Regions from separate parts of the Mus musculus genome. Here regions 1, 2, 3, 4, 5 and 7 are each linked to region 6. A link is a contact called in public promoter capture Hi-C data. All regions are on one chromosome and are shown on one strand. Each heading gives the region's core, a stretch centred on a gene start, on an enhancer-like site or on the middle of the called end of the contact. The rest is flanking DNA. Distances are from core to core; before and after follow the strand shown. Region 1 holds the start of Gpatch1 (G patch domain containing 1). Region 2 holds the start of Pdcd5 (programmed cell death 5). Region 3 holds the start of Cep89 (centrosomal protein 89). Region 4 holds the start of Rgs9bp (regulator of G-protein signalling 9 binding protein). Region 5 holds the start of Nudt19 (nudix (nucleoside diphosphate linked moiety X)-type motif 19). Region 6 holds the start of Uri1 (URI1, prefoldin-like chaperone). Region 7 holds the start of Dpy19l3 (dpy-19-like 3 (C. elegans)).

What was found. Promoter capture Hi-C pulls out the DNA fragments that hold promoters and counts their contacts. Capture Hi-C pulls out chosen DNA fragments and counts their contacts.
Region 1: a promoter capture Hi-C map of hippocampal neurons shows a contact between it and region 6, with 4 times the contacts expected there. The contact joins the promoter of Gpatch1 here to the promoter of Uri1 in region 6. A contact is called at or near these places in 4 of 39 promoter capture datasets (cranial neural crest, frontonasal cranial neural crest, hippocampal neurons and 1 more).
Region 2: a promoter capture Hi-C map of hippocampal neurons shows a contact between it and region 6, with 11 times the contacts expected there. The contact joins the promoter of Pdcd5 here to the promoter of Uri1 in region 6. A contact is called at or near these places in 6 of 39 promoter capture datasets (the C10 cell line, cranial neural crest, embryonic stem cells and 3 more), 1 of 484 Hi-C or Micro-C datasets (CD4 T cells), 5 of 115 datasets of contacts at active chromatin or transcription factors (astrocytes, embryonic midbrain, embryonic stem cells and 1 more) and 2 of 9 other capture datasets (adipose tissue and liver).
Region 3: a contact with region 6 is called in a promoter capture Hi-C map of liver, with 3 times the contacts expected there. The contact joins the promoter of Cep89 here to the promoter of Uri1 in region 6. A contact is called at or near these places in 2 of 39 promoter capture datasets (the HPC-7 cell line and liver), 1 of 484 Hi-C or Micro-C datasets (CD4 T cells), 3 of 115 datasets of contacts at active chromatin or transcription factors (astrocytes and embryonic stem cells) and 2 of 9 other capture datasets (adipose tissue and liver).
Region 4: a contact with region 6 is called in a promoter capture Hi-C map of adipose tissue, with 4 times the contacts expected there. The contact joins the promoter of Rgs9bp here to the promoter of Uri1 in region 6. A contact is called at or near these places in 7 of 39 promoter capture datasets (cranial neural crest, embryonic stem cells, frontonasal cranial neural crest and 4 more), 1 of 484 Hi-C or Micro-C datasets (B cells), 6 of 115 datasets of contacts at active chromatin or transcription factors (astrocytes, embryonic forebrain, embryonic stem cells and 3 more) and 2 of 9 other capture datasets (adipose tissue and liver).
Region 5: a promoter capture Hi-C map of liver shows a contact between it and region 6, with 5 times the contacts expected there. The contact joins the promoter of Nudt19 here to the promoter of Uri1 in region 6. A contact is called at or near these places in 8 of 39 promoter capture datasets (the 3T3-L1 cell line, the C10 cell line, cranial neural crest and 5 more), 3 of 115 datasets of contacts at active chromatin or transcription factors (astrocytes, embryonic stem cells and large pre-B cells) and 2 of 9 other capture datasets (adipose tissue and liver).
Region 7: a promoter capture Hi-C map of pre-B cells shows a contact between it and region 6, with 5 times the contacts expected there. The contact joins the promoter of Dpy19l3 here to the promoter of Uri1 in region 6. A contact is called at or near these places in 10 of 39 promoter capture datasets (the C10 cell line, the HPC-7 cell line, cranial neural crest and 6 more), 1 of 484 Hi-C or Micro-C datasets (CD4 T cells), 2 of 115 datasets of contacts at active chromatin or transcription factors (acute myeloid leukemia and large pre-B cells) and 1 of 9 other capture datasets (adipose tissue).

The regions. Positions count from the first base shown.
Region 1 is chr7:35,316,007-35,319,713 of GRCm38.p6, reverse strand. Gpatch1 (G patch domain containing 1) reads left to right here and starts at 1,274. Exons shown (of 20, transcript NM_026181.1): 1 at 1,274-1,373. The coding sequence starts at 1,301.
Region 2 is chr7:35,645,652-35,649,337 of GRCm38.p6, reverse strand. Pdcd5 (programmed cell death 5) reads left to right here and starts at 1,856. Exons shown (of 6, transcript NM_019746.4): 1 at 1,856-2,032; 2 at 3,157-3,194. The coding sequence starts at 1,967.
Region 3 is chr7:35,395,275-35,399,312 of GRCm38.p6, reverse strand. It overlaps Cep89 (centrosomal protein 89), which reads right to left and starts at 2,250. Exons shown (of 19, transcript NM_028120.3): 1 at 2,107-2,250; 2 at 1,217-1,323. The coding sequence starts at 2,145. Faap24 (Fanconi anemia core complex associated protein 24) reads left to right here and starts at 2,546. Exons shown (of 4, transcript NM_178643.5): 1 at 2,546-3,100; 2 at 3,937-4,038. The coding sequence starts at 2,995.
Region 4 is chr7:35,583,907-35,587,435 of GRCm38.p6, reverse strand. It overlaps Rgs9bp (regulator of G-protein signalling 9 binding protein), which reads left to right and starts at 1,854. Exons shown (of 1, transcript NM_145840.3): 1 at 1,854-3,529. The coding sequence starts at 2,216. The coding sequence ends at 2,929. It overlaps Ankrd27 (ankyrin repeat domain 27 (VPS9 domain)), which reads right to left and starts at 1,189. Exons shown (of 29, transcript NM_145633.3): 1 at 1,067-1,189.
Region 5 is chr7:35,554,182-35,557,641 of GRCm38.p6, reverse strand. It overlaps Nudt19 (nudix (nucleoside diphosphate linked moiety X)-type motif 19), which reads left to right and starts at 1,714. Exons shown (of 3, transcript NM_033080.2): 1 at 1,714-2,488. The coding sequence starts at 1,838.
Region 6 is chr7:38,018,289-38,022,017 of GRCm38.p6, reverse strand. Uri1 (URI1, prefoldin-like chaperone) reads left to right here and starts at 2,466. Exons shown (of 11, transcript NM_011274.5): 1 at 2,466-2,908. The coding sequence starts at 2,798.
Region 7 is chr7:35,752,925-35,756,758 of GRCm38.p6, reverse strand. It overlaps Dpy19l3 (dpy-19-like 3 (C. elegans)), which reads left to right and starts at 2,305. Exons shown (of 19, transcript NM_178704.3): 1 at 2,305-2,504.

The sequences.
Region 1 (3,707 bases), core at 25-2,524, 2.7 Mb after region 6:
ACTCACTTAGACAACTAGGCTGACATTAAACTCATAGAAATCCCCCTGCCTCTGCCTCCTCTGCCTCCTCTGCCTCCTCTGTCTCTGCCTCTGCCTCCTCTGCCTCCTCTGCCTCTGCCTCTGCCTCTGCCTCTGCCTCTGCCTCTGCCTCTGCCTCTGCCTCTGCCTCTGCCTCTGCCTCTGCCTCTGCCTCTGCCTCTGCCTCTTGAGTGCTGAGATTAAAAGTGTGAGTCACCAAGCCAGGCTGAATCACACCCCCCCCCGCCCCCCCACGTCTTGGCCAAGCTTGTGAAGTGAGATAACAGCGCCCATTGGCAGATGTCTGTACCTTAGATTTTCTGAAGGACCTCTCATTCTTAGCCCACTTGGTCTGCTTCTCTCTCTCTTTTCTAATTATTTGATTATTTATTATAGTGTCTCATTGTGTAGTTTAGGCTGATGTCCAGCTCTCTATCCATGCTTGATATCTTGTTTCTTGTCTTTCACCAATTTCCTTAGCGTGCAGGGTTCTGATATTCTCAGGGTCGGCAAATCCTTCCAAAAGTCTAGGAGGGGGCCTCACTTTTGCAAATATAAAGATGACAAGTATATTGTGTGTGAGTGTGTGTGTGGCCCGATTCATACGATGTGCACTAAAGACACATCTGCCTGTTGGTTCCTTCCCATTTCCGGTGTAGAGGGCCAGACAGTGGCCACTGGGCAAGCACTTTTCCGGAAGCTGGTTGGGACCGGTGGAAGATCGGGTTGGCACTTATTGCTGGCTGAGGCAATTAAGCAGGGGCGAAGGAGCCAGTCGCAGGACTGGCTGTACGGAATTACAGAGACTCTGCCCTGCGTCCGAATATTTGGTTTCCAGCATCTTATCGCTGTGTCCTTCCAGTACTCAGGCGCATGGCAGAGCCAGGATGGGGTGTACAGAGACCAATATTGTTTTTGTTGTTTGTTTGTTTTCGTTTTCTTCTTCTTCTTTTTTTTTTTTTCTCGAGACGAGACAGGGTTTTTTTGTGTAGCTTTCATTGTCCTGAAACTTTCTTTGTAGACCAAGCTGGCCTCGAACTCAGAGATTCTCCTGCCTCTGCCTCCTGACTGTTAGGATTAAAGGCGTGCGCTATCACTTCCCGGCACAGATACAAATCTTATCTGCAGTCGGACTTGCATAGGACTATGATTTGCGAGGAGGAGGTGACATTTCCCCCTCAAACAAGTCTTTATAGAATGCTCCAGTTCACAGAAGCGAAACTGAATGTTTTTGGCCTATAGAGGCTCCCGTAGCGAGGGGGCGGAGCCCGGAAGGAGCAGGATGGCGGCGCTGGACAGTGACAGCGACGAGGATCTGATCAGCTATGGAACGGGCCTGGAGCCTCTGGACGAAGGTGCGGGTCCGATGGCCGGCGGTGTCTGAAGGGCGCAGGCTGAGAGTCCAGCACGTGGGCGACAGCGACATCTCGTCCTGGGTCTGGGCTCGCTCGCTGTGGGCACAGGGAACACGCTGGAGAGGCTTGTGCACTGCACTTGGGCGCCGCGTTCTCGGGGGGCAGAGAAGGACGCGGAGGGCTGGGAGATGCAGGAATGACTAGGCAACATGGGTATGATGGAGGGCGGTCAGTCAGTCTCTTGTCCCGAGGCAACGTTTGCACCCGTCCTTGAAAGTAAAAGAAACCAGACCTGGAAAATCTGGGGAGAAACACTTGAGATAGGAAATCCCTTAAAGTGGCAGACAGCTTAGCAGTCTAGGGATAGTCAGGATTCGTGTGGGTGGCCCTTGCCATGGTAAGGAATCTGGAGTGTGTGTGTCCCTGAGGAGGGAACCTCGTGCATTCTAGGCTAGTGTGTTACAACTGAGCTACATATCCAACCCCAAGAATTGGAATCTTTCCTTTTTCTGACAGGGTCTCATGTAACCCATGCTGACATCAAACCCCACTTTATAGCCCAGACTGGACTTGAACTCTTGATCCTCCTATTCTTGTGTAACATGTGCTTGGTTTGCAGCTGTGTGCCGTCACACCCAGCCAGGAGTTTGGCTCTTATACTACGGGTATTGGTTCAGTTTACACAAAGAGAAATGCATTTCTTCCCTTTTACTTTTTTTTTGGGGGGGGGGGAACAGGGCCTTGCTAGCTCCACTTGGCTGGACTCACAGTATTTTAGCAGCCTCTGCCTCTCAGGTGCTGGTGTTAAAGGTGTGTAGTGCCATGCCTGGCAGGATGCATGTTTTAACATTATGTTTGCTTTAATTTTGAGAGTAGTTTCCTTGGGGGGTGGGCAGGAATGAAGCAGGGAGACTGTGGTTGTGTGGACTGGAGAGTTAGCAGCAACAGCTGTTGAGTAGGTTTTGCATGGAGCAGACTTGACCGGTGTTGACTGGAGTTGCTCGTGAAATACAGAAATACAGGGGTGAAGGTAAGATGAAGCAAGGCTCTGTGGCGTTTCCGGTCTGTTTCACTTAATGACTAGGTTTATCTACTGGGTGTCCATACCGCTGATGGGAGTGCTAACATTGTGGGGAAGATAGAGGAGTCACAGTGGTGGACCAGAAGTTACCTGTAGACTTTTGTTGGTGAGGCTTCCCCCCACTGCCGCCTCCTGCTTCCCATCCTGACCTGTTGGCTATACCTCTGAGACATTTTCACTGAGACTCTTACTGCCTTTTTTTTTTTTTTGTTTTGTTTTGTTCCATTTTTTATTAGGTATTTAGCTCTTACTGCCTTTTTAAAATTTATTTTATTTTTATTTTTTGGCAGGAGTGGGTATAAGATAGGGTCTTTCTATATAGTCCAAGCTGGCCTTCTATTTATCAAATATGTAGACCAGGCTAGCTTTAAACTCAGGACTATGCTCCTTTCTTAGCCTTCCCAGTCCTGGGATTACAGCTTTGCACATCACATATCACATATGTCTTAGACAGCTCCTCTGTGACAGAGTCACATGCAGCACAAGCTAGCCTCAAACTTTTGTGTGGTGAAGACGGACTTTGAACTTCTGGTCCTCCTGTTTCTGCCTCCCAAGTGCTGGGACCCCAGGCCTGTGTGTGCTACCTGCCCCGTGTGTGTGGTGTTGAGGGTGAAACTCAGGCAGCTGTGCTTGTTAGGCAAGCATTCCACAACTGAGCTATATCCCCAGCCCAAGCAGTTCTAATCATTAGAAATGTTTGCCAGGGGGGGGCTGGTGAGATGGCTCAGCGGGTAAGGGCACTGACTGCTCTTCCAAAGGTCCTGAGTTCAAATCCTAGCAACCACATGGTGGTTCACAACCACCCATAATGAGATCTGACCCCTTCTCTGGTGCATCTGACTACAGCTACAGTGTACTTATGTATAATAATAAATAAATCTTAAAAAAAAAAAGAAAGAAATGTTTGCCAGATCCTAACCCTAACCTCTGACGACCAAAGGGAAAGATAGGTGAGTCTCTGTGCAAGTTCTTGTATGTTTGAAGGTTGCCCTTGTGTTTCCTCAAAGATATCTGTGTTCATGCATTTTTATGTGATAATTTTTCTCTATCCCAGCTAGCTCCCAAATAAATGAGACAGAGGTTTATTTGACCAAGCTTTACAGCATAATAGTTGAGGAGTAATTAATCTACTCTATTCTTCTAAACTAATCTGGCTATGTCCCAGCCAAAACCCATTCGATCCTTGCACTTTAGTATTGGTCTGGCTTTCTCATCTCTAGGTGTGTCCCCATGGTGTCTCCTTGACCTACTTC
Region 2 (3,686 bases), core at 607-3,106, 2.4 Mb after region 6:
AGGAGGTGTGGCCTTGGAGGGGTGTGGCCTTGGAGGGGTGTGGCCTTGGAGGAGGTGTGTCACTAGGGCTCTGAATTTTCAAAATAGTAGTTGTCTCAAGACGTGAGATCTTAGCTGCTGTTGCACTGTCATGCCTGCCTGCTCATTACCATACTCCCCACCATGATGGTCACGGACTCTAATTCTCTGGAACTGTGAGCTCCAAATTAAAAGCTTTCTTTTATTAATGGCCTTGGTCATGGTATTGTATCACAGTAGTAGAAAAGCAACTGTCTGGTTTAGGATTTCTATTGCTGTGAAGAGACCCCATGATCACGGCATCTCTTATAAAGGAAGGCATTTGATTGGGGCTGGCTTATAGGTTCTGAAGTTTAGTCCATCATCATCGTGGCAGGGAGCATGGTGTAGTGCAGACAGGCATGGTACAGGAGAGGTCGCTGAGAGTTCTGCATCAATAGGCGAGCAGCAGGGAAAGTAACACTATGGCGTGAGCACACTTGAAACCTCAGAGTCCCAGAAAAACACTTCCTTCCAACCGAGACACACCTACGACAAGGCACACCTCCTAACTGTGCCACTCCCTAAGAGCCTCTGGGGGCCATTTTCTTTCAAACCACCACAGTCCCTAACACAGCAATTCCATCCATAGATACATATTTAAAATAACTGAAGGCAGGATTGCAGGCAGGCATTTGAACACATGCATTGATAGTGGCTTTACTCACACTAAGCAAAAAGTGAACAAGGTTAAACTGATGAATACATCTAATGTGCTTTGTACAGTAAATATGTTCAGCCAGGAAATAATGAAATGGGGGAGGGGAGAGCTTGTTTGGTTGGAGCCAAAGTCTCACTATGTAATGGCAAGCTGGTCTTCAATTCCAGATCCTCCTGCCTCAGACGCCCCTGGATTGGCCGACTTTAAAGGCACACACCCACCAAATCCAATCAAGAATGAAGTTCTGTCTCATGGTACAACATGGATAAAAAACTTGAAGGTGGTATATGATTGGTCAAATATGCCAGCCATAAATAAATAGTGCTTGAATAGGCAATTTTATACAGACAGAACATTGTTTTGTAATGGGAACCAGGGATAATAAATAATTTCTATTTAGTGAGTGGGTGCCAGTTTGTAATGATGAAAAATTTATAGAGAGTAGCCATTGCTCAACAGGGTGGATGTAGGTATATGGGCTAGAGGGATGGCTCAGTGGTTAAAAGTGTGTATTAGTCTTCCAGAGCACCAGAATTCGATTCTCAACCCAATATCAGGTGACTCACAGTTGCTTGGAACTCCAACTCCAGGGGTCCAATGTTTGTCTCCTCAGGCTCACTCATCCCTTACCTCCATATATATATATAATGAAAATGGTTAGATGTATTTGGAAAAATTAAAATACATATACCATAAGCAAGTCACAGGATTGGAGAATTGAGCAGTTTTTTTTTCCACCCACTCCATCCCTTACTGGGACCCTCACTCCAAAATCAGGGTGTGTGTGTGTGTGTGTGTGTGTGTGTGTGTATTGCCATAGTTCACACACACACTCACACACACAGCATCTTCTCAGCAAAGGCCCTTGGGGGTTGGGGTAAAGCAGACAGGGCGTCGACTAAGGAGTTTACACCTTGCAGAACTGCGCCATTGCCAGTCCTAGGAATCATTAGGGTGGGGCGTGTTAACGCGCAGTTCAGAGCCTGGGAACCCACAAGCGCCCTCTTAGAGGTTCTGCCCCTTTTCCCATCGCAGGATCGGTCCTCTGCAAGGCACCCTGGCCGAGGCCCGGCAGCCCCAACTCGGCACTCGACTTTTGATGCCTGAGCATCACTCGCGTCTGCGCAGTCGAAGGCGCCGGGCTCGAGTCTCCGGCCGAAGCGATTCCAACCGAGTGTACCGGAGGGCGGCTGCGGCTGCGCGACCCCCGACGGCCGCTGCGCCTGCGCGACGTGGGACAGCCGCGCCATGGCGGACGAAGAACTTGAGGCGCTGAGGAAGCAGAGGCTGGCCGAGTTGCAGGCCAAGCATGGAGTGAGTGAGCGAGCGGGCGGGCGGGCGAGGTGACGCCCTCGCCCCAGGCACAGGCTCTCGGCGTTTGCTCGTGGGACCCCGGCTTCCGCGTACCCCATGGCAACGTGTGTGTGCCCACGGGGATGGGGGTGTCCCCGGAGGTCACCGCCGCCTCCTCGGCTGCCGTAGGGTCCCGCGTGAGGCTTGTGCGGGTTGGGGTGTGCGCGCCTTCGAGTCACCCCCCACCCCACCCCCCAAGTCTCGGTTTTCGCTGCCGTCGAGCCTCAGGCGATCCTCGCCGGGATTGGGGTGTCCTCGGATTGGGGGGGGTCTTGCCGACCGGAAGCCCGCGCTGTGTAGAGGGGGATCCTCTGAGCTCTGGTGCGGAGGACGCCGCTCTGACAGCGCCTCCCCGGGCGGGAGTCGAACCGCGGACTCCAGAGATGGTGCTCAGCCCCTGCGGTGCCGGCTAGGAGGGAGTAGCGGGTTGTAAACTTGCCTTGGGACAAACGCTAGTGGTGGTGGGTGACCTCAGTGGCAAGCATTTGAGCCTTTGAGCCAGCATCTTTCGTGCCAAGCCAGGGTCTCTTTTTTCCAGTCTTCTCACTGGTTAAAAATAGGGCTCCATGATACCGGGGCCTTTTCAGGAATGTGTGCGTTCTCAAACATTCTTTTAGATTGTGACTTGAGACGCTTGGGAAATGTGGGGCTGGGAGTGGGGGTTAGCCTGGGCCACAGTGCTTACCTAGCATACACAACACCCTCTCTTCCCTGAGTTCCACCCTCAGCCCTTATTTAATAAAACGAACACAACATTGCAAATGGAAACTGACTTATTGATTTTTTTTTTTTTTTTTTTTTTTTTTTTTTGGTGAGGTCCAGTTTCCACCTCGGGAACCTATTATAGCAGAAAGAATATCGAATAAGCCCTTTATTTTTGTTTTCATTTATTTGGTATTTTACTTTATTTTGAATACGGTCTCTGTTTATAGCCCAGGCTGGCCGGTAACTTGAGATTCTTGTGTCTCCTAAGTGCTAACTATGGTGACAAATGTGCCTCACCCCACCTTTCCCTGACCCATGTGTTCTTCTCTCTTCTTTTGAAGTTCCACTCCATTAAAAGGTAAAAATTATTTTTTTTTCAGGATCCTGGTGATGCAGCCCAACAGGAAGCAAAGCAAAGGTAGGGCTGGAACTAGAACTTTCTGGAAGAGTGGTTTCATAGATTGAGCTTTTGGCTTTTATTTAGTAGTTGGAATTGGTCCGTGACTCTTAGTGAATCTCAGAACCTAGTGATTTTCTACTAAGCCTGCTTGAAGGTAATTCCCTTTTTAGTCTGATTCAGTAAATACCCACGGAGTTCCAGTAAGACCTCACTTTGAAGTTCTGCCTAAGCCCAACAGTAAATAACCTCATAGGGATTCTAGACCCAAGGCCTCCCCGTGAGCGGTCCGTGGACACTAACTTACTCTGCTGTTTTACCCCTGCGCGTGGCAGAGCACTTTCACTCAAGTTCAAGCATGCATTTGACGTGACTACTTCACACCCTGCTTTTGCCTCTCCCGTTGTTTGGGGTGTGTTCAGATCTGAGCACTAAGTCCCTTGCTCCCCACTCTCTTTGGCAACCTTCACGGTTAACCCGTTGGAAGTCCACATTCTCAAAGCAGGTTGTTTG
Region 3 (4,038 bases), core at 1,001-3,500, 2.6 Mb after region 6:
TTTCTCTGTAGTCCTAGCTGTCCTGGAACTCACTTTGTACTCTAGGCTGGCCGGGAACTCATCCACCTGCCTCTGTCTTCTGAGTGCTCAGATTAAAGGAGTGTGCCACCACCAACCGCCTGGCTACAAACAAACATTTAAAGGACGACAACAACAACAACAAATCAGACTAGCTAGGCACAGTGGCTCATACTCTGGGAGGCTGAGGCAGGAGGACTGCTTTGAATGCAAGGTCAGCCTGGGCCACAAAGCAAGACCCTATAGGAAACAAATAAGTCTAAAGTTTACAAGTGTCTAAAATCTTGGCAGATACAGACAGCGATCCCAAGAATGAAAAGAGAGGGCTGGAGAGATGGCTCAGTGGTTAAGAGCACTGACTGCTCTTCCAAAGGTCTTGAGTTCAATTCCCAGCAACCACATGGTGGCTCACAACCATCTGTAACGAGATCTGACGCCTTCTTCTGGTGTGTCTGAAGACAGCTACAGTGTACTCATATAAATAAAATAAATCTTTTTTTAAAAAAAAGGAATGAAAAGAGAGTTGGCTGTCTACTACACTGAACACTAGGTGGTTAGGAACACCATCTGGCAAGGAATACGTTCACTCTTTTTAACACAAAGTAGTAGTAGTTGTTGTTGGGTTTGTTTATTTGTTTGTTTTTTAAGGCAGAATTGTACCTAGAAAGAAATTTTTGTGCAGTTTTCCTAAGAGTACTGATAACCTAGATGGACACTAAGCTGAGATATGTAGAGCACATGTTTAGCATGCACAGGCCCTGGCTTCCACTCCCAGGAAGAAAAGAGGAAGGAAGGAAGGAAGGAAGGAAGGAAGGAAGGAAGGAAGGAAGGGAAGATGGAAGGAAGGAAGGAAGGAAGGAAGGAAGGAAGGAAGGAAGGATGGAAGGAAGGAATGGAGGAAGGAAGGAAGGAAAGATGGATGGAAGGATTAACTTAAATTTGGTGCTTCATATTTAGTAGGCACCAACTGTACCCAATCCTGAAATCTGAGATCTTCCATTGAAGGTACCACACCCCAGACAAGTCCACTGATGCTCAGAGAAGCCATATTAGTGCATCTCTGAGCAGAGGTAACCACAGAGCGTAATAGTCTAGCCCTCTACTTGTGGCCTTTTGGCTAGTGTGATCAGTTCCAGGATTCAGGACTTGATGGTCAAGCACGGGCGTGACCCTCGGTGCTGCTCATCTTGGGACTTACCTGGGCCTCTCTGGAGAAGGGTTGGGGCTCCGAGGAGGGGGTGTGCGTGGCACCGCTGGCTTCGGAGCGATGCTGGCTGCGGGGAGGAAGCCATGGATGATGTGGTTCTGCACAAATGAAACCCAAGGCAGGTCACCGGGAGAAGATCACCTTGCTCCTGGGCCACCATCACCTCCCAAACTGAGGTCACTCTAGGGATCCGGCCCCACAAGAGTCTTTACACACACACCTGCCGCTGTTCCCAATCCCCATTGGTGAGGCAAGGGCACTCACTGGGGCACACCATCATGGCTATCCGATTCATTCACACCTCCCTGCTCACGGCAGCTTTCCTGACCGATTTCAATTGTCAACTGAACTGGGCTAATCTATACCTACCGTGTAATGAAGCACACCTTTGGGTGTCTGTGGGAGGGCTTTTCCAGAGAGGATTAACTAAGTGAGCTGGGCTAATATACCCTAAATAGGAAAGGAATCAACTCATGGGGGAAGTTTTCTCCAAGACAGGAGTGAACTCCCGGCTAAGAGGAGAATCCTGACAGGGAGGCCAAGATTCCTGTCTGTGGCAGGCTCTGGACATGAAGGGTTCTTTGGAACATTTAGTCTGGGTTTCTGGAATTTAATGCTCCCTGATAGCGATCCCGCCTCGCTCCTATCTCAGTCTTTAAAACCTGCACATGAAGGCAGGAGAGATGGCTCAGTGGTTAAGAGCATGGTCTGCTCTTCCAGAGGTCCTGAGTTCAATTGCCAGCAACCACATGTTGTCTCACAACCATCTGTAATGGGATCTGACACCTTCTCTTGCTATGCAGGCATACATGCAGATAGATCACTCATATAAATAAATCTTTTTTTTTTTTAACCGCACTCGAAGGCCTGGAACTACTCACGAACTGGCTCCGGCGGTTCCTGCGGAAGCTGAGGAGCATCCTGGCTGAGAGCTGAGGGCTGCGGGTTGAGCCGCCAGGCGCTGGACTAGCTGGAAGGTAGACCCCGCAGCCTGCACAGCTCCCCACAGCCTAGCTCCCGCGGACCCCCGACTTTACAACAAGCATGTCTCACATTGGCTCTGTTTTGAGTCTCAGCCTATCAGAGTCAATTTTACTGCCACCCGTTGCTCTTGACAACCCAGCAAGGCGTCATTCAAATTCCAGCCAGAGAGGAAGCAAGCTGAGACTTCCGTTCGATTATTGGCTATAGTAGACGCCCATCTTTTACCTATCACCCAATAAAACGCTGGCCAGGGCGGTCAGAATTTTAAAGAGGGCTCCCGGGCTGTGGGAACCCGGAAGTGGCAGGGCCTCAGGTGAGGTCCACGGAGATTCTAGACCCCGGCGCAGTGAGCTTCCCTGCCTTTGTAGCCCTGGACAGGAACCGAATAGAAGGACAGGGACCGAATGGAAGAGCCACCGTAAGCGTCCTGTTAGGACACCAGAGCTAAGGGAGGTGCTTACAAAGAGGGACGGAGTCACTCAAACAGAAATCTCCCGGGTTTAGCTCGGGGTAGTGGCGCCCGGCTGTCATTTTAGCACTTGGGCTGCTGAGTTCAAGTCCAGCTGGAGTCAACTATCAGTACAGAGCCAAGCGTGATAAGAAGACCCAGTCTTATTTTGAAAATAAATAATCTCTTGAATTCAGACTTCGGTTGAAGTAGCTCAGTGCCTGAAAATCCACTCTACAGATCCTGTCAAAGAGGTCCCGACTTCGTGTAGAACTGTGTGCAACAGCGCCTGCTCTAGTGAGACCTTGCATTTTCCTCATTTAGACCAAAACCACGGATGGAAAGGAACCCGCCTGATGGGACCGGTCCGGTCCACGTGCCACTAGGACATATTGTGGCTAGTGAAAAATGGCGCGGGTCCCAACTGGCTCAGGAGATGCAAGGTCAGTGAGCTGTCTTCTGTCATACCCCTTTCTTCCCAGCACGTTAAAAGAGAGAGTGAGAGAAATGCTGGGTATGGTGATGTTCCTTTGCAATCCCAGCACTCCTGAGACTGAAGTAGGAGAATCATTGCGTTAGAGACCAGCCTGGGGCTACATAGCAAGTTCAAGGCCAGCTTGGGCTATGAGAACTTGTCTCAAAATAGTTACATAGACTAAAATGAAAGGGGACTGGAGAGAGAGCTCCGTGGTTACGAGGACTGGCTTATCTTACAGAGGATCGTGGTTTAATTCCTAGCACCCACATGGTGGCTCAAGGAGTCAGACTCCTCCCTCTTCTGGCCTTTGGGGGCACTAGGCTTGCACATGTGCACAGACATATGCGAGCAAAACCTACATATAAATCTTTGGGTTTTATTTTATTAAAAAGGAGGTTTAGGACAGGTGGTGGTGGGTCACACCTTTAATCCCAGCACTTGGGAGGCAGAGACCGAAGGATCTCTGAGTTCAAGGCCAGCCTCATCTACAGAGTGAGTTCTAGAACAACCAGGGCTACACAGAGAAACCCTGTCTCAAACCAACAAAAAGCGGGGTGGGGGCTAGAGATGGCTAGATCCCCATCTGTTTTCACTGAGCTGTTCATTACTGCCTGTAATTCCAATTCCAGAAGATTTGATGCCCTCTCATGGCTTCTCAGGGTACCTTCATGCACGAACACACACATACACACATATACACACATTTAAAAAAATGAATCTTCGCACAAAAAGTACATTTCAATTGTTGCTGCCTTGTTAACCTGAAATTTCTAAAAACGAATTTTCTTGTCTGTTTTTTAGGAAAAGTTAGACTCATTTTTGAGGAGGGCCTGGCATCAGCAGATTTTTACCTGTCTAGCAAATCTTGCATTCTCTATGTCACTGAAGCAGATTTGGTGGCCG
Region 4 (3,529 bases), core at 605-3,104, 2.4 Mb after region 6:
TATCAAAACCCATGGGGGTGGGTGGCTCCTGCGTGGCTGCAATCATCACCCCGCCCTGCCCCAAGAATGGCTAAGTCTCACAATATCCAAATTCTGAATGCAAACCGACAGCTGAGCTGGCTAAAGGAAAGACCCCTGAGTGACAGTAAGTACTGGGGTTCAGGGCCCTAGATCCTGTCGGTTGACACACCACCACGGCCTGCACTGGGGGACTCTGAAAACCCTACTATGTGCTGCTTTCGCTCCGGATCAATGGGAAGTTTACAGTGTTTGATGTAAACAGGAGCATCTCTCCACAGAATGAAACAGAAATCCCAGCCACTGAGAACTCTGTCTGTCCAGTCTCACTAGCCCTCTTATCCCAAGCCTCTCACTCCTAGATGGTGATGTGTCACTTGCTTCCCCTGCCACCCACCCCGCCTTGAGTGTCCAGGTCCCCTGGAGCTGGAGGAGAGGCTGGAGGGGCACCGCCTGGCGCGCGCGCATCTGGGCAGTCCGTTTTCAACCAAGAAACCGAACACACTCTGTGTGGTTGTACGTCTCTGGGTACCTGAGTTTTCCATAAGTCTTCTCTACATACAGGACGAGAGGACCTCGCCACGTGTAAAGCAGGCAGGGATACCCTTTCCACTTTCAGCCCCGGCGGAAACTCAATCAGCTGGCCTAGACCAGGATCTGAACACACAGCCTCCTCCCTCAGTTTGGTCACCGGAAAACCTCCCAGGCCACATGGCCTGGGAGCGACAGCTCTGCCCACTGCCCCAAGTCCCAGCTCCGGGGGACCCAGGCCTGCCGTGGTGCCACAGGAACAGATGCATTCTCCGCGCCGCCTAGGCATCCCTCTGGACCTAGTGGACAACGTGCGCGCCGCGATGCGGACCGCAGAGGAACGGGAGAGCTGGGAGGCTCAGCCCGCCACGGGTCCGGGCCCCTGGGGCCCATCAGCCCAGCCTGGGGCTCCCCTTCAGTGCAGGGAACCCCTCCCCCTTCCTCTCCCAGGCCCCGCCCGACCTCGGCGTTCCCCAGAGTAGGGAGGCGCTGGAGGATACCCGCAGAAGACACTTACTTAAGAGGCTACATAGTTTCACCTCTGTGCTACGACAGCACCTCCCGGACCCTGGGCTGGGACCTGAGTGCCCACCACCCGGGTGCGGTGGCTCCACTCTTCAGCCTACCTCTTTACTCCGCCGTTGGGCGGAACCCTGCTCCAGTCTGTCCAATAAGAGGTCGTTTTAGTCGAGACTGACACGTAAACAGAGCAATCATTAAGTCTAGTTCAGTCGGAGGTGGGGCCCAGGCGACTCCGCGCTTCCTACTCAAGCTAGCCCCGCCCAGAACCAGGGAGTGCGCGTGCCCAGAATTCGAGAGGCGGGACCTAAGGAAGATCTGATATTAGGGGTGGGGTCCAAGCTGGGCCCCTGAAATGGGGTTAGACTGTGATGAAGAAGAGAGCTCCAACTAAGTAACAATCCTACCCGGTCGATCGCCCGTGCTACTGGTGATGCAAACTGGAGGTGCCCAGACTTCCGAGCCACCCTACTCTGTTGCCTACAGGGTCTAGTCCCTTGGTCCTTTCCCTTCACTAGCATGGGCTGCGATAAGCTAAGCATTCTTTCTACCGAGTCTCACTTTTCCTCGTCTGCAAAGTAGGAAAAAAAAAAACCTTGAATTTGTAGGGCGCTAAGGTTCCAGAATTATCATGGTAGGGAGAAGAGGGAAAGCCACACTTGATCTACCTGGGCTGGGCCCCGCCTACCCCTGGCCCGGGGGCGGGGAGGGGGCGGGGGGGGCGGGCGGAGGAAGCCCCGGGCCTGGACTGGTGGCTGGAGGCGTGTCCTAGGAAACTGGATCCTGCTGCCCTTGGCCGGGGCTAAGGCGCGCGGCTCGTCTTGGAGACTTGGGGTCGATCAAGGATGGGGTCTTCACTCTGGGCTTCTCAGGGAGCCGCCGTGAAAAAGAAAGTGGTGCAAAGACACTACGCGTGACCCGGAGCGCGTCTGGGGGAAATGGAGGAGCGGATGGGGAGAAGCTAACCAGACTACCCCAGCCGTGGGGACGCCGGAGGCGCACCTCAAGGGTCCCTGGAGAGCTCTGTTGAGAACAGCGGCGAGGACATGAGGAGCTTTCAGTCCGCCCTGCTCAAGGCTGGCATCAGGGCTGGAGGCGACCTACGACGTTGAAGGTTGCAAGTAGGGTACCGCCGGAGGGCAGCGCCATGGCCAGAGAGGAGTGCAAGGCGCTGCTGGACGCGCTCAACAAGACCACAGCGTGCTACCATCACTTAGTGCTTACTGTGGGCGGCTCCGCGGACACTCAGGACCTACGCGAAGAGCTGCAGAAGACCCGCCAGAAGGCGCGGGAGCTGGCCGTGGCCACCGGCGCCCGGTTGACCGTCGCGCTCCGGGACCGGAGCTTAGCTACCGAGGAGCGCGCGGAGTTTGAGCGGCTCTGGGTGGCCTTTTCAGGCTGCCTGGACCTGCTCGAAGCCGACATGCAGCGCGCACTAGCGCTGGGAGCCACCTTCCCGCTGCACGCGCCGCGCCGGCCACTTGTTCGCACTGGGGTGACGGGCGGCTCCTCTGCTGTAGCTGCGCGCGCCCTGAGCGCCCGCAGCCTGCGGCACGAAGCGGAGAGCGACTTCGATGTCGCCGATCTGCCCCAGTTGGAGCGCGAAGTCCTCCAGGTGGGCGAGATGATTGACGACATGGAAATGAAAGTCAACGTGCCCCGCTGGACTGTACAGGCGCGACAAGCGGCAGGCGCCGAACTCCTGTCCGGTGCCAGTGCCGGCGCGTCCTCAGCCGGTGGCATTTCGGTAGAGGAGCGCGCGGGCCCCTGCGACCCCAGCAAGGCCCTGGCTGCCACCGTTTTCAGCGCCGTGCTGTTGGTGGCTGTGGCCCTCGCCTTATGTGTGGCAAAGCTGAGCTGACTGATATCCAACGGTCGTCCGCTGCCCCTTTTCTTTCCAGGGCATGGGCTTCGGGTTTGAACCGTTAAGGAGAGAGGTAGTGAGCCTGAATGTGTGCATATGAACATGATCCTTTCAAAGCCCACCTCTGCCTGGGCAAAACGTGTTTTGTTTTTTAACATGCTGGCCCAAGAGGAGTTAACAGCACAGGGCGGCCAGGCCATTACCTCTAATGTCTGTAGGAGCTTTACCTCCTATTAATAGAAATCGGTCCACAGTGACCCCAGGTCCCTCTGAGTTTGATGGGTTAAGACGTATGTCCCAAGTTTGGTGCCCTCACGCTGGTTGGTAGCACTCATTCTGTTTTAGACGAGACAATTTTGTTAAGGTGTGGGGTTGTATCAAGCATAGTGGTGGTGGGGGAGGGAGACATTTTGTTCCCTAGACAAGAAACCAGTTGCAGTAAGATGCGCGTGGGTTTTGTTACCTTAATCCTTTGGGGCCTAGGCTTTGGGAGTGTGTACGGATAGAGGCTCGTGCAAAGTGCTTTCTCTGTGATACACTACTGCACTTGGCAGAGCCTGCCTATTAGTCACCAGGAGCTGCAGCTATGAGAGGTTT
Region 5 (3,460 bases), core at 465-2,964, 2.5 Mb after region 6:
GTCACCAGCCTCTTAAGTCAGAACTTAACTCCTTCCTATCCATTGCTCTGCATAGTCAGTCAAGTACCACATTGTGTTGTCTATTTCCCAAATGCACTTTAAACCAGTCCCCTTTTCCTATTCTATTACCATTCTTTTCATTGAAGCTTTTGTTTCTTGCCTAGTACATTCTATAGCCTCCAGGCCAGGCCCACACATCTGAGTCACTGTACAGTTGTCAGTATGTCCTTTAAAGACACGGGAATCATCCTGTTACCACTTGGAGGAAAGAGGATTTTTTTTTTTTAATGTAGGGGGCTGGTGAGATGGCTGGGGGAAGGGGCAGGAGGCAGGTAATGGCACTTGCAGCTAAACCTGATGACCCAGGACATACATTGTCTTCTGGGCGCCACATGCATTCAATGGCACTTGCATAAGTAAGTAATAAGTGTAAAAAAAAAAGTTCCCATAATGACACCTGGGCTCTATAATAGATTTAGAATAAATTTCAGCTCAAATTTCCCGTGTCAGTGCCAAGAGCATCAGTTTAGACAAGGGTAGTCTGTTGGCTCACAGATAGACGGCGGCGGCAGGTTATCTTACTAAGGGCAGATACTTCTCAACCTGTGGCCCCATTTTCTGTTTCTGGAGATGCAGTAAGTACACAGACAGCTCCATCTTTAGACAGGTTAACATTAAAAATAACCAAAGTCAACTGCAAAATGATGAGGCTGGCACACACCTTTATTAGTCCTAGACTTGGGGAGGCAGAGACAAGCAGATAGATCTCTGTGAGTTCAAGGCTAGCCTGGTCGTCTACATAGCAAGTTCCCAAAAAAGCAAGACTACATAATAATACTTTCTCAAAACTAACAAAAAACATCTCTATAGCCCCAAGAATACAGCCTAACTCATCCGAAACCCTAAAAATATGTGATCAGTTAGGATGGGATTTACAAGAGTTGGTGACTGAGAGAGAGCTGCAAAAAGGGAGACAGAAACAAGCTGTTTCCAAAAAACAAAATAGAAGTGCAAGTCCTCCAGCCACTTAAAAGTTGGAGAGGAAGCCAGGCAGTGGTGGCGCATGTCTTTGATCCCTGCACTTGGGAGGCAGATTTCTGAATTCGAGGCCAGCCTGGTCTACAGAGTGAGTTCCAGGGCGGCCAGGGCTACACAGAGAAACCCTGTCTAAAAACAAAACAAAACAAAACAAGAAACAAAAACAAAAAGAAAAAGAAAAAAGGAAAAAAGGTTGGAGAGGAGGGGGAAGCATTGCTAGTCTAGGATTAAACATCTCCCACGTAGAAAGAGAACTAATCACACTAAGATAATTTTCCCTGATCCTCAGGTGCTCAGGCAATAACAACATCTACAACTTAAGACAGACTACCCCAAGGGACAGGGACTAGCCAAAGACATTCAAACTACAGAGTAGTTAGTCTAACTTGGCATCTGATCCACCCATTCGTTTATTAGCATGGTTCAAGAGAGCTCCAGACACCTTGGAACCTCCTATACAGGCAACAGGCCAGCGTAGGGGACAAAGTCCTAGTCGTTTGCGTTTAGTGGGAAAGGTTCACAACTAGAAATTATTTTCCACTCCACACTGGCACCCGTGCTCCCAGAGGCTGGCTGGTGACTGCAGCAGCTGTGACAGGGCTGTGACAGGGCGAGAATGACCCTGACTGAAGCGCAGGGCATTCGAGGAGGTGCTCTGGCGCGGGAATCACGCTCCTCCCACAAGTAAACCTCCGGAAGCCGCCAGGCCGGATTTTTCAGGCCCTCAACATTTATAGGGCTTCTGGACACCACTCTACGACCCGGCCACTTCCTAAGGGGGATCTGAAGGACGCCGGCCATGAGCAGCTCGAGCAGCTGGCGGCGGGCAGCCACCGTGATGTTGGCAGCAGGCTGGACCCACTCGAGCCCGGCCGGCTTCCGGCTGCTGCTTCTCCAGCGAGCACAAAACCAGCGCTTCTTGCCCGGCGCGCACGTCTTCCCGGGCGGCGTGCTGGACGCGGCCGACAGCTCACCCGACTGGGTGCGTCTGTTCGCGCCTCGGCACACGCCGCCGCGCTTCGGCCTAGGCCCGGAGCCCCCTCGGCAACCCCCCTTCCCCGGGCTGTCCCACGGCGACGCGGACCCCGCGGCGCTGCCCGATGACGTAGCGCTGCGCATCTGTGCCATCCGCGAAGCCTTCGAGGAGGCGGGGGTGCTGCTCCTGCGGCCGCGGGACGCGGCTCCAGCTTCTCAGGAGCCCAGTCAGGCGCTGTCGCCTCCGGCCGGCCTGGCCGAATGGCGCTCGCGCGTGCGCAGTGACCCGCGCTGCTTCCTCCAGCTGTGTGCGCACCTAGACTGCACGCCTGACATCTGGGCGCTGCACGACTGGGGCGGATGGCTCACCCCGTATGGGCGAACCATCCGCCGTTTCGACACCACCTTCTTCCTGTGCTGCCTGCGCGACATTCCGCGCGTGGAGCCCGACGTGGCCGAGGTGGTGGGCTACCAGGTAGGGGTCGCGGGACCCGCCCCCCGGGATGCGCTGAGCCTTACCCCAGACCAAAGGCGCACGTGCGTGACCTTGCTTTAGGCTCTCAAGGACTCAACTCTCACCCTAAGCGGGGGCGCGGCAATGCTCCCAACTGCCTGTTCTGGACACTTCCCAATTCACTTCATGCCCTAAATCGTTTTCATTCGGGTTTCTAGAACACATTATAGGATTTCAGTCATTAACTTTCTTCTTCCTTCTTCATCTCTTCCTGTTTCTCTGTTCCCGTTTCCTTCGTCTTTCGCTTTCTCTCTCCTTTCCCTTTCCATCTTTCTCCTTTTTCTAACCCCTTTCTCTCTCTGCATGCGCACGCGTGGTAGGTGTGTGTGTGTGTGTGTGTGTGTGTGTGTGCGCGCGCGCGAGTTGGTCTGTCTGTCTCCCTCCATCCCTCCCTCCCTTTCTTTTTCGTGTCACTTGCAATGCACCAGGCACAGTTAGTTAGGCTTCAGGCCTAGGACCCGAGGTCTTGAGTGTGCCACCGCTTCAAGTTCATCTTTTATTTATGCAAAAAAATGTTTTCAACTGCCCGTTATTTTCCTTTTTGTAAAATAAACAAAATGACTTATTTTAAGTTGTGTTCTGGTGTGAGAGTATATGCACGTGAGTGCAGGTGCCCATTGATGCCAGAAGTGTCTAATCACCTGGAGCAGGAGTTGAGGAAGGTTGTGAGCTACCTTGAATGGGTGCTGGGCACTGAACTCAGGCCTTCTGCGGGATGCTTCCTCTCCAGATCTCAGTTGAGCCAGTCTCTCGCGCCACTCCCTGTTTCTTGTACCTGCAGTTACACATATGTTGGACAGCTTGGCCTCCCACTGGACCTGGATGCCTCGTTCACTCATTTCAACCTTTTCCTCTCAGTATTCCAATTGAGTAAACTCAATGGCTGTTTTTTTGCTTTTTAATATTTGATTGTGTTTTTTTGAGACAGGGTTT
Region 6 (3,729 bases), core at 1,217-3,716:
GAGGTATTGATAGAACGAAGGAGAACTTTCTTTGAAGCCTCCAAAAGCCTGTATTTGTATAGCGTGATGTGCCCTCTTTATAGCAACCACTTTAGATACAAATTCATATCCGTAGACTGGAGCTGGGATTGGGGGCCAGCCTTCTGTAGCACAGGGTCTGTGGTGATCTGGGGCTAATCCCATCAAAGAGGAGTGGAGGGTAAGGAGCTGTCCTTGGACATTTCAGGGGTGGAGTGGCAAGCCACACCAGATATATATTTTACTTTTGGGTTGCTGTGACTGACAGAAACAATGTAAGGGAGGAGACGTTACCATTGTCCTGTAGTTGGCTCACCATTTGTCCTGTAAGTGCTGTTGGTAAACTGCATGTGCTGCTTGCTGAGAGCAGGACAGACTCTCCCTACCTCAGATTCACCCAAGTTTATCACTCATGTCCTTGGAGACACTTTCTTGGGGCAGGCTGGCCTCTGTGCTTCTGTGACAGGGAGAAAGAACAAACAGCTATAATAGCACCCTTGAGGACAGATAGAAGGCGAACCGTTTCTAATGGAAGTTACTATCGTCTATCCTGTGACTGCCCGAGGTGGGGAGGAGAAATAGGAAGCTCATTGGTGGGGTGAACTCTCTGCTCTAGCTGGAAACATCCCAAACAGAGCTCCAGCCTTTTGGACAGACTCAGCCCAGTCTTTCTGGGGCATGTTGTAAGTGCTCAAGTTGATGTTATCTGTCTGCTGTTTGCTGCTGATTTTATTCTTGCTTGCTTTCCCGCTCTGGTTACCCTAGATAGTTCTGCTAGACGTCGTAAGGGCCTGATTTATTTTGTTCTCTATCTGCTTCTTGCTACATGTTCTTTTGCTTTTGCTTGATACATGTCTAAAAATGCACTCAAACATAAACAAATCTATCCTAGATCACTTTCTGTAGGGAATGCCATTCCAGAGGATTCAGTGTATTATGGCAGGGAGGCATGGCCTGCCTCAGTTTACTTCACAGCTGAACAAGAGGCAGAGAGTGACAGGTAGTATCCAGGGATGCTATACCAAAGACTTACCCCACTGACCGACTTCCTCCACTTAGGTTCTACATTCTAAACGACATACTAAATTCCCCACCCCCTCACTTTTCAAGACAGGGTTTTTTTGTGTAGCCTTGGATGTCCTGGAACTCACTCTGTAGACCAGGCTGGCCTCAAACTCAGAGATCTGCCTGCCTCTGCCTTCCAGATTCTGGGATTAAAGGTGTGAGCCACCACTGCCTGGTACATCCTAATTTTTAAGTATCCTTCCAAATTAGTACTACCTGTTAGGGACCAAGTATTGAAACACATGGGGTCAGTTCATATTCAAAGCCCAGCACTAGAGAAGTAGCTTCTGCGGTGCCCTAGGAGTCAGGGATGCTGCTATTGGCGGGAGGCAAGATGAGTGCTCAGAGTTTGACTGTGTTTCAGAGGTTGCTGCATCTGCAGGGAGAGAAATTCATATTTACCATCTTCCCCAATCGTCCCTGCTTTTTCTTTCTTGATGCAAGTGATCAAAGGATGGATGTGGACTTGGGAGCTGGAACAGAAGTGGAAGATAGGGGCAAACAGACCCACAGAGGGCCAGAATTCTGCAGGTGCCTGCCAGCCTGTTCCTATACACACAATACTGAGGTAATAGGATCTATGCCTATTGTCCGGGCTTGGGATAGAGTTAGGACAAGGCCACAAGGTAGACTAGAGGACTGCCACAAACAGAGGCTGCACAAAGGGCTAGGGGGAGGAAGTGAGTCCAAGAGATTTATTCAGCTCAGGCTGGCCTGGAACTTGCTATGTGGACCAGGCTGGCTTCAAACTCACAGATACCCTCCTGCCTCTGCCTTCAAACTGTTGGGGATTAAAGGTGTGCTCCCTGCTCCAGCTTCCAATTTTTAAAATACTGAGTGGAACAGGGATGGGGATTTAGCTCAGTTGGTAGAGTGCTTGTCTAGCAAGTCCAAAGCCATGCATTTGGTCCCCACTGTTAAACAAAACACCAGAATTATAAAATACATGGGATAGGGCAGCAGCTGTTGTTGAAAAATGTGCTACACAGTGCATACGTAGTAACATAGTAATATTAATACTGCAGCTTAATATATGTAAGGAAAATTGTAATGTGTACAGTAATTAATACATACGCAAAAATATAGTTGTATATTGTGCATTTTAGCTCATTAAACCACATTAGTTCATTAAAAGGCATGGGAAACAGCTGAATTTGATAAAATTAAATGAGCTTATGAAACAGTCTCAGTGCTCATATTAAGTTCCTACCACCACAGGCAGCGCCAAGCGAATTGGGACCCACTATCCCGCCGCCTCTCATCCTGTGCAGGGGTCCTGAGCGGCTCAGCCTCCACCCCACCCGGAGGCCCTGTCCCCGCCATAGCCCCGCCCCCTAGGGCGGAGCTTGAGAGCTTCCCGGCGTGCTGCGCGGGCGGGGCGAGGGGCGGGGCGTGCGCGGAGGCGCGGCAGTCGCGGGACGCTAAGCTGGGCCCGGTTGCGGGAGAAGAGCGTGGCGCGCCTGGTGTAGGGCCTGCTGCTCCGAGGCGGCGGCGGCGGCGGCGGCGGCGGTATGCGCGTGTGAGATGCGGCCGCGGGTAGCCCGGACGCGAGCGGCGGCCCCCGGGGCAGCGGCGAAAGTGAGCGCGGCCTCTTCAGAGAGAGGCGTGCAGTGCATGAGGGCGAGCGCGCGGGCGCTGGGCATCCGCCGGCCACGCCGTCTCCATAAACACTTGTTTAGGACTTGTTCGCCTCGCTGAGGCTGCGGCGCCGGGCATGGAGCCCCCGTCCGAACCCGAGCCCGAGCCCCAGCCCCTTGCAGAGGCCTCAGCCGCCGCTCCGCTGCGCGCACCAGAGGTGGCGCGGCTTCGCGAGGAGCAGGAAAAGGTAACAGGCCGCGCTTGGTTCCGGCCCTGGCCGGCTTCCGCATGTGGCCGCGACACTCTGAGCAACCTCTAATGCGGCCAGCCCTCTGCGTGAAACCGAGATCCCCACGCGCGAGCTGCGCAGCCTCGGGCCGCGGGGACCACGGGAGAAACTTTTGTCACGTGCATTTGTTGTCTTTTGTCGGTGGCCCTTTGACCTTCCCCGGAAGGGATGCGGGGATGTGGGGAATACAGAGGATGCAGGGGATAGGATAATCGGTTGACCCTGAACTGAGAGAGCAATTGTTGGGACTAAATAAAAATACGTGTTTTTTTTTTTTTCCTTTTTGGTTCGGGGATTACACTGTGAACAGAAGTGGTCACTCTTTTTACCCCTTAGCTATTTATTATCTAAACGTTGGTACAATGCGCGCGTGCGCACACACACACACACACACACACACACACACACACACACACACACGAGATATCCTTATTTGATTGAGCGTCCAAGTTTGACTACGTTGGTGATGATGCACTTCCTGTGCAATCCAGCTCTTAGGTTTAGTAGTCGACAAGAGAGAAGGCCTTTGTTAAATTTTAACTTCAAGCCTTTATTAAACAAGGCTTTCCCCACTTTTTTTTTTTTTTTTTGATCTACCAGAGGAGAGGAGAATGCTTAGAATCTCCGAATGGGAATTATTATATATTTTTTTTTATAAGGAAATGTTATGTAGTTAAGAACTACAGCTCGATTGTTAAATGTGAAATTGTCCTGTGGATTCTGTAGGTTTTCAAGTTGATTCTCCTGACGTGCCTTGAAATTCTTTGAAAAGCGACATT
Region 7 (3,834 bases), core at 1,056-3,555, 2.3 Mb after region 6:
ATGTCTTTTATGTCTATGTTTTGCGTCTGCACTGTATGGATGCATTGCCCACTGAGGCCAGAAGAGGGCATCAGATCCCAGAGGACAGGATTCACTGAGAATGTGGGTACTGGCAATCCAATGGAGGTTCTCTGAAGGGGAAGCCAGTGCTCTTCGCGGCTGAGACATCTCTCCAACCACCCCCTTATTTATATTTTTTTATGAATGTTTTGCCTGCAAGTCTGTATACCCCGTGCATGCTTGACGCCCTTGGGGATCAGAAGATGGCATTAGATCTCCTGAAATGGGAGTTACAGATGGTTGTGAGCCACCATGTAGGTGCTAGGAACTGAACCTGGGTCCTGTGACTTTAAGTATGATTCTAATTACATCTTTAAGATCCAGTTTTATTTGTGTGTCTGTGTCTGTGTGTGTGTGTGGGGGGGGGGGGGCGGAGGGGTCCCAGGGAGCCAGAAGAGGGTGTTGGAGCATCTGGAACTGAAGCTACTGACTCACATGGGTGTCGGAGCCTAACTGTGGTGCACCAAGTACTCAATCTCTGAGCCATCTCTCCAGCCCCTCCTCTTGCTTTCTTCATTCATCAGAGTGATTCCCGAGGGACACCTGTCAGCACTGCCACTGACAACATCACAGGAGAGCAGGAAGGCTCTTTATAGGACTTTTATTGTATGTGTATCGGTGTTTTACCCGAATGTATATATGTGCACCATATGCCTGTCTGATGCCCACAGAGGCCAGAAGAGAGCATCAGATGCCCTGGAACTGGAGTTACAGATGGTTGTGAGCTGCCACATGGATTCTGGAACCAAACCTGGGTCTTTTGGAGGAGCAGCCCTTAGCTGTTGAGCCATCTCTGCAGCCCTAAGGTAGGATATTTTTAGTGTAAATAAAGGTTAGTAAGCATCGCCCTTGAAACTCCAATCTGGGGGGGAAAGGAATGAGGCCCAAAGGTCAAGTACACTCGGGCCTTAAAGCAGACCCTGTTTAACATAAGATCCATGAGAGGAACTCATCATTTCTGTTAGCAAACTTTACAGCAAGTATTCTGTGCTGGGATCCTTGCCTGCAGCTGGCGAGGGTTCATCTAGATCTGCAGTGGAATGGGGGAAATTCCTTCTCCTTCCTCCATAATTTCCCTTGCCTTTCTATCGTGCTTCACTACAACTCATCGTCTTGCTGCATGCTTGTGACAAGCCAGTACTCTATGTCTCTGCATATGGCCCAGGCAAGAGTTGGACTTGTCATCCTCCTGCGGCAGCCTCCTTCCTCAGCAGGACTACAGGAGCGCCATCTAAGACCTTAAATCTCAGACTTTACTCTTAGTGCGCACCCACTTTCTATGAGAAGCACTACGACCCGACGTTCTTATGACAGTTCTTGCCTCGTGTTACAGACATGAAGCAGCAGCTGAATACTGTTCCCCTCAGGGACATGCGCCTCACACCAGTTACATGTTCCACAAATCACTTTAAGTAGGTGTGGGGTGAGGGGCTATCTAATAAAGCATTCTGAGCAGTGTGTTCTTGGTATTAACAGTCGACAACCAAAAGAGAAAAAGATCTATCAGGGACAGGTAGCTAAGAAAGGCAGGGTGTATGGAACAATTTTTGTTGGAATTAGATGACAGGCTGCCTTTTCGTAGGTACTGATCTCAGTGGGCCATCCACTACCAAAACTCAGTCTGGCGCACACCTTCCTTTAGTCACAGCACTCAGGAGGCAGAGGCAGACGTGAGGCCAAATTGGTCCACACGCAATTTCAGGCCAGCCAGAGCTAGAAAGTGAGACCCTGTCTCAAAGAGAGGGAAAAGATGCTGACAAGCAGTTTAAAGATAAGAGGAACATCTAGGACTCAATACTGAAGGTGCATGTTAAGGAGGAGAATTAACAACAAAGGCCAGAGCAGTACTACGGCGGCGGCGGGAGGATGGGTGTGGATGGGTTGGGGGTGTGGGGACTGAGAGGCATGTCTTTGGAGACCCAAAAGTGTCTGCGGATTTTATCACTAAACAACGTCGAAAGTGCATATAGCCGGACATTGGAGGCAGGAGGTAGAGCTGGGAAGGTCCCCCGAGACTGGGTAACCTTTCTTCGGGGCACCAGGGACTCCGAACACAGGAACAAGCCAAGCTTAAGACCTGCCTCGGAGCCTAACACCCCCAAAACAGCCCTCTGAGCGGAAGTGTACCTCTTCCTTCCGGTGTGCGCCGCACGAGACGGGGCGGGGCAGCGCGGGAGGCGGGGGCGGGGCCTTGCGTTGACGAACAGCTGCCGGGACCAATGAATGCAGCGGTAGCGGCCCGGCCTCCCCGGCGCGCCCCTTCCCCGGGCTGTAGACGCCCCCCAGGCCCATCCTTGCAGCGCGCCGCACAGAGCCGGGAACAGCTGGGTCCTCCTAGTCTTCACCTCGCTGTAGCCCGTGAAGTGGGCGCGTCCCTAAGGCCTGGGTGCTCGGGGTGCTTCTTTGCCAACCCGAGCCGCCCCTGAGGACTGCTGAGGCCGCAGGTCTGTGGCTGGGGGTCGGGCCGCGAGGGGACTGGACGCGCAGTGTCTACGGGACACGTGGGCGGGGCGTGGGAGGGAGCGTCTCAGAGCGGGAGCGAGTGTCGCGAGGTTCCCCGGGCCGGCTAGCACCTGGTCCTCGCGTGGGCTCGCCAGGTGCGCAGGGGAGTGGCTCCAGGTGCGGGGGAGTGGCGCGCGTCCTGGTCAGTAGTCCAGGAATTGCCTTAGGGTCTCTTTGCTAATGTCTGGCAGGGCTTTGAGTCCGGCTGGCCGGAGCAACTTTTTGTTTCCTAGTTGGGGAGGCTGTTGCCATGCAGACGGGAAATGTAATTAGCACCTGGCATGTTTGTTAACTTTCTGCTTTACCAGGCTCAGGGTAGATGTAAGGTGGGCCCCCTGTATAGCCCTAACCCGCCGAGGGCTAGCAGGGAGGGTATAACTCCTCAAGAGGGGACAGGATTCCAGCTGTGGCTGCAAGACTTTGAAAAGATTTCTTCTCTCCCCCCCCCCCCCCCGTTTCTTGTGCTTTTTGAGCACACTGCATTTGAGTCTGTGTTCAGTCTGAGCATTTTTGAATGAATGAATCTTAACAAAAGCATTGTGTGGTGTTGGCTTCCTCTGTTGTATTTAGCAAGAGCCTTTCCGTTAGATAAACATAGACTTTGGTAACTAGAGTGCAGGTTGGATTAGCTGCCGAAACAATCGCGTCTGGCTACTCCTCATCTTTAATAGATAATTAGTAAAACGCTATTCATTAGTCAGAGGAACCAGGCAAGATGTTCCCGGGGGACTGAAGCCAGCTTACTCACCACCACCACACCCCCGCCTCCCCCTCATAGCTTCCAAACTAGGTAACTGCTCCCGCAGCTACACCCACAGTTGCTCCCCAGAGAGAGCAGCCACCCTGACTGGCACAGCCCCGCACTGTCTTACTGTCTTTGACATCCAGGCATAAAGCTTAGCAGGGATTTTTTTTTTTTTTCAAAGAACACAGGTGCTAAAATTCAGGTATCAGAAACAGTGTTTCAGTTCTTCAAAATCTGGCTGTCACAAGTTTACTAGGAATCCCTCCCACGTGGTCAGTTCTGTGGGAATAAATCAGACCCACTACTTTCTGTAGGAACTGTAGAAAATAATGTAAAACTGTGTCACGCAACAAATCCCACAGTTAGTGTTACGGAATCAGGGAGGGAAAACATCACAAGGGTGCAGCATCCAAGATGGCTTCCTGGAAGAAGTCCTGGGCATCTTCACGTGGCTCACCTGTATCCCTACCTGTATCACTCCCTCTTGGCAGTGCCTGCTGGAGGAAAGGTGCTTCGTCAATGTGGTT